2 separate regions of the Mus musculus genome follow, and region 1 is linked to region 2. The links are chromatin contacts, called in public promoter capture Hi-C maps. All regions are on one chromosome and are shown on one strand. The core of a region is the stretch at or near the end of the contact, and the rest is flanking DNA. Distances in the headings are between cores, read along the strand shown.

The links. Promoter capture Hi-C pulls out the DNA fragments that hold promoters and counts their contacts.
Region 1: a promoter capture Hi-C map of pre-B cells shows a contact between it and region 2, with 5 times the contacts expected there. The contact joins the promoter of Rab11fip1 here to the enhancer-like site in region 2. A contact is called at or near these places in 5 of 39 promoter capture datasets (cranial neural crest, embryonic stem cells, hippocampal neurons and 2 more) and 1 of 9 other capture datasets (embryonic stem cells).

What each region holds. Positions count from the first base shown.
Region 1 is chr8:27,172,989-27,178,786 of GRCm38.p6, reverse strand. It overlaps Rab11fip1 (RAB11 family interacting protein 1 (class I)), which reads left to right and starts at 4,141. Exons shown (of 6, transcript NM_001080813.2): 1 at 4,141-4,578. The coding sequence starts at 4,202.
Region 2 is chr8:26,256,445-26,262,679 of GRCm38.p6, reverse strand. No RefSeq gene overlaps it. Among named protein-coding and RNA genes, the nearest start is that of Gm31727, 7.3 kb to the left of the region's middle. Within about 2 kb of position 2,184, at least 9 of the 459 cell types and tissues checked have an H3K27ac peak or open chromatin away from gene starts, as enhancers often do.

The DNA of each region.
Region 1 (5,798 bases), core at 2,892-5,391, 910 kb before region 2:
TCTTCTTCTTCTTCTTCTTCTTCTTCTTCTTCTTCTTCTTCTTCTTCTTCTTCTTCTTCTTCTTCTTCTTCTTCTTCTCCTTCTCCTCCTTCTCCTCCTTCTCCTCCTCCTCCTCCTCCTTCTCCTTCTTTTTCCTCCTCCTCTTTCTCTTCCTCCTCCTTCTTTTTGGCAATACTGTGCATTGAATCCAGGGCTTCATGAATACAAGACCAGAGCTCCTCTTCTAAGACACACAGGACAATGATGATGGAGACCTGCACTTCCTCCATGAGTCAGCCGAGAAATAATTCTTCATTCCCTGTCATAGTTTGTTTTCAGTTGCTGTGATGAACACCATGCGTAAAAGCAGCTAGGTCTCTGTGTAGCCCTGGTCAGCTCATAGTCAGTCACCAAGAGAAGTCAGGACAGGAACTCAAGGCAGGATCTCAGAGGCAGGAACTGAAGCAGAGGCCATAGAAGGATGCTGCTTACTGGCTTGTTCAGCCTGCTTTTTTTTTTTTTTTTTTTTTGGTTTTTCGAGACAGGGTTTCTCTGTGTAGCCCTGGCTGTCCTGGAACTCACTCTGTAGACCAGCAGGCTGGCCTCGGACTCAGAAATCCGCCTGCCTCTGCCTCCTGAGTGCTGGGATTAAAGGCGTGGGCTACCATGCCCGGCTCAGTCTGCTTTTTAATTCAACCCAGGACCACCTGCCCAGGGGTGGTAACACCACCCACAGTGGGCTGGGCCTTCTCACATCAATCACTAATCAAGAAAATACTTCAGGGACACGCGTATAAGGCCAATCTGATCGAGGTGTTTTTTCTCAGTTGAGTATCGGGTCTTCCCAAATATAGCCAGGTTTTTCGTCAGGTTGACAGAAACCAACCTGCATGCTCCTCAAACCGTCACACAGGAGGCAGTCACAGCCCAGCTAGTGGGCAGGTGCCAAGGCATCTGGACACAAGAGGCTAGAGAGCTATTTACCAAGAGCTGGGTGAATGAATCACTGTACCAGGACGTTTGTCACCACCACACCCTGGAATCTGCAGCAAAGGATGAAAACAGGCAGCCATTATTACCAGGCTCTTCCAGCCCCTCCTCTGGACTGCCTGCCACATCACCCACCTAAAATTCCCAGTGATCATTTTGGATTTAACCCTTCCTGGGGCGGTGGTTGGCAATTTAGGATAGCAGTGATTAGGGTCCCTTTGCTTGTCTGGCTCTTCTCCCCTCCCCCAGCACGGATGAGGAAGCTACTGGCTGGCCTCTACAGATCTGCATTCCTGATGGACCGGAGCTGCCTGGCCGCTGCTTGAGGAGAGGCCCGGGAGCCTTCCTGCTCCCAGCCACGCTTTGGTGCCTTTGCAGGACGACGGCTGCCCTGCCTGTCCAGTCTAACCTGCCCAGCACCTTGTCTGTGTGCTCAGGGTTGACTGAAACTCTCTTCCTCTTTCAGTTGGAACCAGGAGTGGGCGGGGCAGGTGGACCCAGGAGTGGGCGGGGCAGGTGGGAAGAAGTGCAGTTCTTTCACTCCGCCCTGACCTCGGGAGGTATTTACAAACATTCCCAATGGCCCTTTATGGTTGCAGACCTGCCTCTGGGATAGCCAGCTGCCTGGGAGTGGTGGTGCTGTTAGTTGGTGGGCGGCCAGAACCTTCTCAACTGTCTGTCTTGTAGCCTTTGTCACTGTGCCCGTGTATCCCTAGTCAGGTTACAGTGTTGTCAAAGCAGACAGATTCTCACTCAGTCACTGAGTCTTAAAGACAGTGTGACGCCCCCCCCCCCCCCAAAAAAAAAAGAGGAAACAGCCATCTTGTAGGTCCATATCTGGCTGGAAAACACCTTGTTCCTTCTTTATTGACATGTCTGATATCCTCCCCCCGCCCCGCCCCCATCAGTCACCACCCCCATCACTGCTAAGCCCAGCCCCAGGCATCTCAGCGAACCCCAACTGAGAGTCAAAAATATAAAATAAAAAAAGGCCCTGGTGTGTGCTGGTGATGAAGTGGCACTGCCCTCTTCCACCCTGCCATCTCTCTTAGCCAGAGTCTCTGCCTGACAGAAACCCAAACACATGAGGTCACGCACGCTCGTGGTTCTTTCTCGCCCCACCTCCCTCCCTTTATCCCTTCCACGAGAGAAGAGATGCTACCTCTTGCTCATCCAGCTTGGGGTCAATCCTTGCTTGCTTCTCGTGGAAGCAGCACAGAAAATGTGAGTCTGGGCAACATGACCCATGTCTGTAATCCCAGCCCCCAGAGGACAGAGACAGGACAAAGAGACCTTTGAGATCAGCTTGTTCTCTCTCTGTGTGTGTACAAATAGTAAAAATAAATATTTATAAATTTTCAAATTTTATGTATATGGGTGTTTTGCTTGCAGAGGCTAGAAGAGGCTGTCAGATCCTCTGGAGCTATAGTTATGAGCCACCATGTGTGTGCTGGGAATAGAACCTGGGTCATCTGGAAGAGCAACAAGTGCTCTTAACTGCTAAGCTATCTCTCCAACCCCTGTATATATATATATATATAAGTGAGTGTGGAGGGAATCAGAGCTGTAAACTTCCAAAGCCAATTTGGACCCCAGATGTAGAGTTCATCTAGTAGGGCCCATTGGACAAGCAGGACAGCCAGCTGAGTATAGACAGCAAGGATGGGTAAAGTGAAGGCAGATGGGACAGAGAGCAGACAGTCCCCAGGGGGAAATGAAGGCAAATGGCTGTCACTGGCATGCTCTTCACAGGCACCACCACCTCCCAACTGGGCTCAGTTTAAGGATGCCACTGCTCATAGCCTTCCAGTGAGCTTTCTAGCTCGCCAGGTCTAACACTGATGTATAACTCCAAATCCTGGTGTTCATAATCTGTATGACCCAGCCACCTTGGCAGTCCTATTTTCTCCCCCCCCCCCCCCCCCCGCAAGACTGAGAAGCAGGGAGTTAAACAAGTCACCTGTCTTTCAGGCAGCTATGTCAAGTGGAAATCTGTGACAAGCAGTGAGGTAGATAAGGGACAGCTGGGGCCCCAGGGAGAGAAACTCTCTAGGCTGCAGGTTTGTTTACCCAGAAGTCAAGGAAAACAAAGGGGTGGGACCCAAAAAAGGAATGCCTTCAAGAGTCTAAGTGAGAAGTACCGCAGCTGGCGGTAATTCAACACTGCAGGGGTTCCAGAAGTCGGGAAAGCAGTAGGCTGGTCGACCAGAGGGAGCTCAGTGGAGAGGGAGGGGTGTGTGTGTGTGTCTGGAAACCTTTAAAGTGTTGTAGCGCGGGAGGTGTCCTCAGTTCTAGCATGGGAGCCAGGGCACCAGGGCTCTATCCCCAGCTTTAATGTAAGAACTCGGACGTGTCACATCTTTCCTGAACCTTAAGGCTTTCAAAGTTACATTTCCACTCTGAATAACTCACCATCGGAGATTTCAGCCTTTGAAGGATGACCCGAAACACTCAGGGAAGTCACCAATCTGCTAGACACTGACTGGGAACAAGAAAACCGAGTGGGAGGCCAGAGATGGAGCCCAGAGAGGACGCAAGAGGCTTACGTAGGAAGAAATGGGGAACCGAGGGGTTCGGTTTGGCAACCCCGTTTCCAGTTCCCCCTTCTTGCTCTTCCTAACCTAGCCTCACCCTATGTGGTAAGGGCAGAGTAGCACAGGCTAGTCCCTCACCTACCCTCCGCTTCCCCGACACAGTCTCTCACAACATCCCTGGCTCCCCGCCTTCCTCCAGAGCAGTACCCAGGGGACCAGAGCAGGAGAAGCATCCCTGGAGTGGTGTGGTATAACCCAAGCATAGCTACCACTTTCGGAGCCCTTCCCATAGGCATGCAACTATGCTATAAACTTAAATGTATTACTTTCTTTACAGCAATCCAAGGGGTGACTGTCGCCTCGTTTTACGCAAGAAGAAACTGAGGCAAAGTCTCACATCTGCTGCTAGGCGGATCAGGCTTGCTCCTGTTCCCTCATACGGACTCAGACAACTGGGGACCACTTAGTGCATCATTACTTCTCTGATCCAAAACTCTTCAGGCTGCGCCAGCCCACGTGACCTTTAGGTCCCCGCCTTCTCCGCGAGGCCCGCCCCCAGGGCAGGTGGCGCGCGGGCGCAGGGGGCGTGGTGGGGGCGTGGCCGGAAGCATTAAAGCGGCTCGGGAGCCCGGTGGGCGGTCCAGACCGAGGACAGCGGCTACCTTCTGGCTTCCTAGCCTGGTGCCGCGTCTGCCACCATGTCCCTGGCGGCCTCAGCGGGCCGGGGCCCGGGGACCATGTGGTCCCCTACCCACGTGCAGGTGACGGTGCTACAGGCGCGGGGCTTGCGGGCCAAGGGACCCGGGGGCACGAGCGACGCGTACGCGGTGATCCAGGTGGGCAAGGAGAAGTACGCCACGTCGGTGTCGGAGCGCAGCCTGGGCGCGCCCGTGTGGCGCGAGGAAGCCACCTTCGAGCTGCCTCCGCTGCTGTCCTCCGGGGCCGCGCCGGCCGCCGCCGCCACCCTGCAGCTCACCGTCCTGCACCGCGCGTTGCTCGGTCTCGATAAGTTCCTGGGCCGCGCCGAGGTGGACCTGCGGGAGCTGCACCGGGACCAGGGCCGCAGGAAGAAGCAGTGAGTGGCTGCAGGGCGCGGGGAGTCCAGGGGAGGAAGGACGCTCGGGCAGTGCACCTTGGGGGCGAGAGTGGCAGCTACCGCGCTATGGGAGGATGGCCCTTGGCTCCCCCTCGCCCGCAGGCTCACCTAACCCAGCTTCTCTTCGGGCTGTCAGTTTCCAGCTTTCCCAGTTATGGGGGCTTTTGGAAGATAGGAGAACCTTTGAATCCTCAGGGCGCCCTTAGACCGCACAGCACACTAAGCACTAGATGAAGTTTTGGTGAACTGAAATAATATGCAGGTAGGAGAATTCCTATTAGGTGGGGTATCCGCTTTATCTTGCATGGACGCTCCCCTGAGTATTTTGTTGAACTTGAGAGGCTTTGAGCTGAGAACCCTTGGGCCAGGGAGGGTAGCTATTTGGAGTGAAAGCCTAGGGCCCCCAGAGCTGGACGATCCTGGGAGGACAAGAGTGGGGGAAAAAAACCACCAGCCTGGTGATTGCTGATTCTCATGCCCATCTGATTCGACCCCTCGGAATGAACGCTAGAACAGTTTGTTGTTTGTCTGGGATCTGAATTAGTGGTCGATGATTGTTCCAAGATCTGTTACTGACTCAGTAGAAGTGAGTAGAATAGGTTGTTGCTCTTTGGAGTTTGGTAAATTCTGTCTGGTTCTAATTCCTGGTACCGTGGCTACTCACTAGCCTACCTGTGGCCCCTTAATTGAAGGTTCTGACAGGACATCCTAATTTTGCAGAAAAAGTTAGGCAAACTCCAGTTCACGTTAAAGTCTTTTGTTTGTTTGTTTGTTTGTTTGTTTGTTTGTTTCGAGACAGGGTTTCCCTGTGTAGCCCTGGCTGTCCTGGAACTCCCTCTGTAGACCAGGCTGACCTTGAACTCAGAAATCCGCCTGCCTCTGCCTCCTGAGTGCTGGGATTAAAGGCGTGTGCCACCACGCCCGGCCACTTGAAAGTCTTCAGATTATTTTACTTTATTTTATTTTGTTCACTGGTGTTTGCAAAGGGCACTTTAACCAATGGAACCTTTGATTACGGTTATCTCGTGTACCAAAGAGCTTGGATTAGCCTAACTGGGTACTTTGCTTGACCTTATAGATGCCAGCTCTGTTAACAACCAAACCCCCCTGGGCCGAAAAACATATCCTTATGTTCCTTCCTGGTACTTCAGGTACACTGGGCCTTTTAACTTTGTCTTGGGATGGGGCAGGATTCAGAG
Region 2 (6,235 bases), core at 935-3,434:
CACATCTGCCCTCCCTTCGCCATCCCTTCCTTACCACCTTAGTTCAGAAGTTACCATCTTTTATTTAGACAAGAGCAGTTAAATTACCATCTGATTTCCTTGCCTATAATATCTCTGGCATCATAGCCTTTAGTCTATCGTTATCTGATACTCCACAGTCAGGATTGCCTTCATAAAGTATAAATCTGACTCAAAGCAAAAACACATATTAATCTTCTGTGGCTAGATAGGGCTTTCGGTGTCCATGATAGTGTGGGACTTCAGTGAAGAGTGAGAAAAGAGACAGCAAGTGACAGTTTGCATCTAGAATGTCTCCAATGGTCATGGATTTTTTTCTTCCCCAGCTTGGCACTATAGGAAAATCAGCTCTAGGAGGTAGGCCTGTTGTGAGCTCTTGGGGTGACTGGTGACAGGTCCATGAAGGGAATTTGTGGGACCCAGGTCTCTTCCTCTCTGTCTACTGTCATTTACTCTGATGTCTGCCTCTCTCTCTCTCTCTCTCTCTCTCTCTCTCTCTCTTCCACCTACTGGTGAAAGAACTTAGTGAGGAAACCCCCACTCAACTCCCAATTCGGCATGCACCCACGAATCACGAACAGAACACAACACCTTGATGTAACAACACGAAGTATTTTAATGGGTAGCTCCGGGTTGAAACGTATCTCACACAAGAGACAATGGATTCAACCACAAGGCTTGGAAGCTAGGGTTTTTTATAGAAAAGGAGTGGGGCTGGGGGAGGAATTGGCGCGGTTTCACATGATTGGTCCATTTAAACATCAGCAGCCTGTAACATTTAACTTAGGTCAGAGGGGTGGGAGATAGGGAGGCGATGGGCCTGCCCGGGCATGTCCTGGTCTGTTCTGCTATGTTCTCAGCCCCAGGTTTCAAAGCTCACAACAACTCTTTGGGCTATTTGACATACATTACATGAATCACAGGTCTCAAGTTTTATTTCTTTTTACTGGGACTAATGGAATATGCTACCATAGTCATCCCTTTACTTGTGGGTTATTGTCATCGTCGTCGTCGTTGTCATCGTCATCATCATCATCGTTTTATGTGTATGGGTGTTTTCCCTACATGTATGCATGTGCACCATGTGCATGCCTGGTGCCTGAGATGATCAGAGGAAGGCATCCCATCCCCTGGCTTTGGTGAACCCTTTTTCTGATATAGCTTCCTCCCGTGATGTACCACAACAGGCCCAAAGCAACAAAGGCAAGTAGCCTAGGCTAGACCTGTTTAAAACTGACCCAAATTAAACATTTTCTCTTTGTAAACTGGTTAGCCTGAATAGTCGGTCTAACCGTGATTAGCTAATGGGGCGTGTAATTGAGAACTTAGAATTCCTCTTCCTCTTCCTCTTTTTCTGGTACCTTATGCTCAGTCATTGTAACATAAGCAAATGTTTAACAACCTGTTTCATAAATAAATAAATATCCCACCCCCCAGAAAACACATGCGTTTGCGCGTGCACACATACACATACTCTAATTTTAAAAAGTGTGCCTGTATCTTTAAAAAGAGTTGACTTTTTTCTTTTATATTTTTTTCAAGGGAAGAGCATGAGGAACCCAGTCCTTCCCCCCACCCCAACCCCCTGAGGTTCTCTCCTCCTTTACACTGTCTCTGTCACCTGGCCTCTATTATGGCAATACCCAATGTGAATAAATGAAACAAGAGCTGAAACATTCCCTAGTCACCTCTAGGCCACTATAACATAATCGTCTAAGTCCCAGCTCATGTCAGAAGACTCGGGGATGAGCACAAACTCCTCTGTGGACCACATTGGTCTCCAGAAAGAGGCAAGCTGGTCAGAGACTCAGGGCAAACTGGTGAGAGACCGGGGTTCTATAGGCAGATGAAGTGAGGTCAATACTCTTAGTAACTGAATGAGAGAATGCCCGTTTTCCATACAGAGGACAGGAAGGCACATGCAGCTGCTCTGACACATGAATTCCCCATTATTCTGTGGATAGAAGATGTGTGCTCCACTTACCTGGAGTCAACCTCCCAGACAGAACTGCTTCTGTTGCAGAAAGCAACACACACACACACACACACACACACACACACACACACACAAAACTGTGTCCAAATGGATTACTCCTGTCTGCACAGGAATGCATGTCATTGTCAACATCAAACACTCCCCGGCTTTGCTCGGGCAGCACCTGCCTTCTTGATGGGCACTTCTGAGCCGTCACTCACAGAAGGCACTTAAACCTGTATGACTTCAAAAGCAAGGTAAAGACAAGCCCCATCCGGCAGGACAAGACGCACCTAATATGATTATGTCTCCTCTCCCTGCTGATAATAGAATTATGCAAAGGCAGCCTTGACCCAGTAAGAATTCTTCCTTCAGAGTCAAATCTCTGCCCTTCTGCTAACTCACAGCCAGCGTTTCCTGTTCAGTATCCCTTTATGCAGCACCTTGTTAGGGTCCCTAACATTTCAGGGAAGACCCAGACAGTTTTCAAGATCCACCCAGGCATGGGGACCTGCTCTAGGCACCACCCCAGATGCCACAAGCACTGGCGTGAAAGAGAGGCATCATTAGCCATCTTTCTGGGGTAGAGAAAAGAAAAGAAAAATAGAGAAGAAACCAGGCTTCTTCTCTAAGCTTACACTCAAGGATCCACTGAGCGAGCCGGAGTGTCAACACCTCTAGTCTCCTGCTTCTATTGTGTTTCACACACAGAAGTCAGCAGAGCTGCTCATTGCCCCAAGCAGAAGAGAGCACTCTCCTCCCTTTCTTCTTTCCCTCTCCCTTCCCCCTTTTCTCTCTCCCTTGTTTTTGTTTTTGTTTTGTTTTTTGGTTTTTCGAGACAGGATTTCTCTGTGTCGCCCTGGCTGTTTTGGAACTCACTTTGTAGACCAGGCTGGCCTCGAACTCAGAAATCCACCTGCCTCTGCCTCCCAAGTGCTGGGATTATAGGCATGTGCCACCACTCCCGGCTTCCTTGTTGTTTTGCTTTGTTTTGTTTTGTTTTGTTTTGTTTTGTTGAGATGAGGTCTCACTACACAGCCCAGGTTAGCCCAAAACTCAGTCATTCTGCTTCTTCCTCCCACAATTTAGGATAATAGGCACATACCACCACCTGGGTAGGACAACGGTTTTCTAATGAGGCTGGAGTTTGGTTATTTAGAGGGTTACTAAAAGGCAGGATTAAAAATAACAATGCAGCCATGTGGCGAGGAAAGAGTTTAGGAAATGTCGGAATAACTTTAAGCAGTAAATTCTATTAACTACTCAACTTTTAATAGGCTGCTCTAAATGCACGGATTAAGAAGGGACCTACTTTCTGAAGAGTCTTTTCAAAGAGCCATATTAATGTTTTTAAACCTCTTAGCGTGTTAATTCCTAGGCAGCAGGCTATGGAGATCTCTTCCGAGTCTCATATTAGAATGTTACTCATCAGGATGCTTAAATGGAGTCGTCTTTCATAAAATAATGGTCTGCTTTTACTCAGAATTGTTTTGTTCTTGTCGATGGTTCAAAACTGCATGGCCCATGTTCTGATAAAAAAAAATAAACAAACTTATAAATTTATATGTGACTTAGTTAAGAGAGGTTTTATAAAACTATTAGAAGATTCCTCGATTATAAAAGTTCACTTTTTTTTCTTTATTCAACTAATAACATCTATTTAAAATTCAGTATCTGTACTATTCTGTGCATTGAGAGTACTGGAGCGACAACAATGTAATACCTTACGGAATGAATCTTTTTACAAAATGTCATTCATAATAAACTGACTTAAAACAGGACCTGTCAAAAAGTCAGGAAAATAATCTGGTTGCGAGGGATGAAGCGGAGGCGAACAAACTCGAGTTGATTAAGCAAGGGGCCGTAAGTAGGTGCACGGGATCTACATTAGAGGCGAAGCTCAGGCTGGATTTGAGCTCAGGGAAGGAACTTTCTGTTGATCAGGTACAACTGAGTACAGAAGGAGAAGAGCATGAACTGAGATGGGGGAGGGCTGGGGCGAAGGAATGTGGACTCCATTGGTCTGTCTCGGTCACGTGACATTTCAGCGGTCACAGCGGTAAAGTCTTTGGATGCGTGGATCTCGGTGTAGAGATGAATTTTGGAGCCATCTACCTCTCGAACGTATTCAAATGTGTAACCTCGGATGAAATTGCTGAGGAGGAACAGTAAGTGTGGAGGGCTCACACTTTTACTCAGCCCTGAGTAAGCTGTTAACTCAGCCCTGTAATGCTGAGAAACCAAGAATCTGGATAGCAGAATGTGTCTAATACGCCTGAGAGTTCTGAGTGGCCACAACGGATAACACAAACTTCGCAGTAAGAAAGGGAGGAATGCGTTTTCCAAGCGCGATGATCACGTAGGTAAAAGTCTACTGAGAGGTTAGTGAAGGTGAGGAAACTCTTCCTCACCCTCGAATGACATGAGCAACGAGTGCTTCTATGGAGCTAGGAGATAGAAAGATCAACTAGGAATTAAGCCATCAACTAGTTAACGTTTTCATTTGAAAATGCTTCTCAAAATAATCTCAGCCAAGTGATATATTCTCAAATATCTCATCTGAGAAGTAGGGAAAATGCTAGCATATCCCTGCGGTCCCCTCTCTCGGTCTTGTCTTATAATGGTAACTTCGCTCTGAACCAACAGTAAGCACCTAAGCTCTGGCCTTAGGAATAGATCCGACACAGGCTACCATGCACTTGTAGGGCAATGCTGGCTGACAGCTTACAAAAACAGCTGGCTGTCCACATCTGTTCTACACCCAGAGACTGAACTGACCACAGGAAGAAAAGCCAAATGGCACCGATAGTGAGCACTCAGACTTACCGTTCTAGGGGATGTAAGCAATCTAGAGATGATTTGAAATGGACAGAGGATGTGAGTAGATGATACACAAGTGCTGTTGTATATAAGGAGCTTGAACATCTCAGATGACTGATTTCCAGTACTCTCGATTGGATGGGAGACAGAAGACAGTGAGGAAGCGGGACAGAAAGAATTTTGACAAAGCAATGGATACAAAGTTTAAAATTTAATGAGTGACAACATCCAAGATTCCAGAGAATGATACAGAGTACTCTCTCTCTCTCTCTCTCTCTCTCTCTCTCTCTCTCTCTCTCTCTCTCACACACACACACACACACACACACACACACACACACACACACGTAAAATTGCTGATAATCAGTTGCTGTTATTTTTTTAATGAAGGTAGCCAGAGGGGGGAACCCCACAGATGCAAACTGAACTCAACAATTACAACAGCCCCCACCCCATCAGACACTCAGAAGACACTCAATAAGCCAAATCTTCAGAGGACTATAACGAAACCAGACAGCCCTGTTAACTTTCCAAGCTGTAATGAAGGTTCCAGCCATTCCCTTAAGGAGAAAACGGGCATAACAGGAAGTGAAGATGTCGAAAGCTTTTATTCAAGAGTGACATAAAGGGGCTGGCTGCATGGCTCAGTGGTTAAGAGCACTGACTGCTCTTACAGAGGACCTGAGTTCAATCCCCAGCACCCACTTGTGGCTCATAACCATCTGTAATGGGATCTGATGCCCTCTTCTGGTGTGACTGAAAACAACTACACTGTACTCATTTAAAAAAAAAAAAAAAAAAAAAGAAAAGAAAAAGAAAAAGAAAAGAATTATATAAATGCCTATGTAAAAACCTCCAGGAAATCTGAAAAATATTAAAATAGGTGAATTTGGAAGTTCCTAAGGTTAATATATACAAATCACTGGTATCAGCTAGCAGAAGACAATGAACAATTGAAAATGTAAATATACTAATTATCATCACATCAAAAATCATGAAGTATACAAGAATTACTGTGTGTATGTTTTTTTTAATTTTGTAACTATTTTTATTTTATATGTGTCTGGGTATTTTACATATATATGTACACACACATATATCTATGCGTGTGCATATGTGTGTGTGTGTGTGTGTGTGTATGTGTGTGTGGCTGTATGTGTATGTATATAAATCATCTGATATATAGCTGATTATATATAATCTCATATCTATATAATCTGATCTATATATCATGTGGATATGTATATCATGATATACATATCATATTATATATATAATCTGATATATAGCTGATCATATATATAATCTCATATCTATATAATCTGATATACATGTCATATTATATATAATCTGATATATAGCTGATATATATAATCTCATATCTATATAATCTAATATACATTATCATGTGAATATGTATAT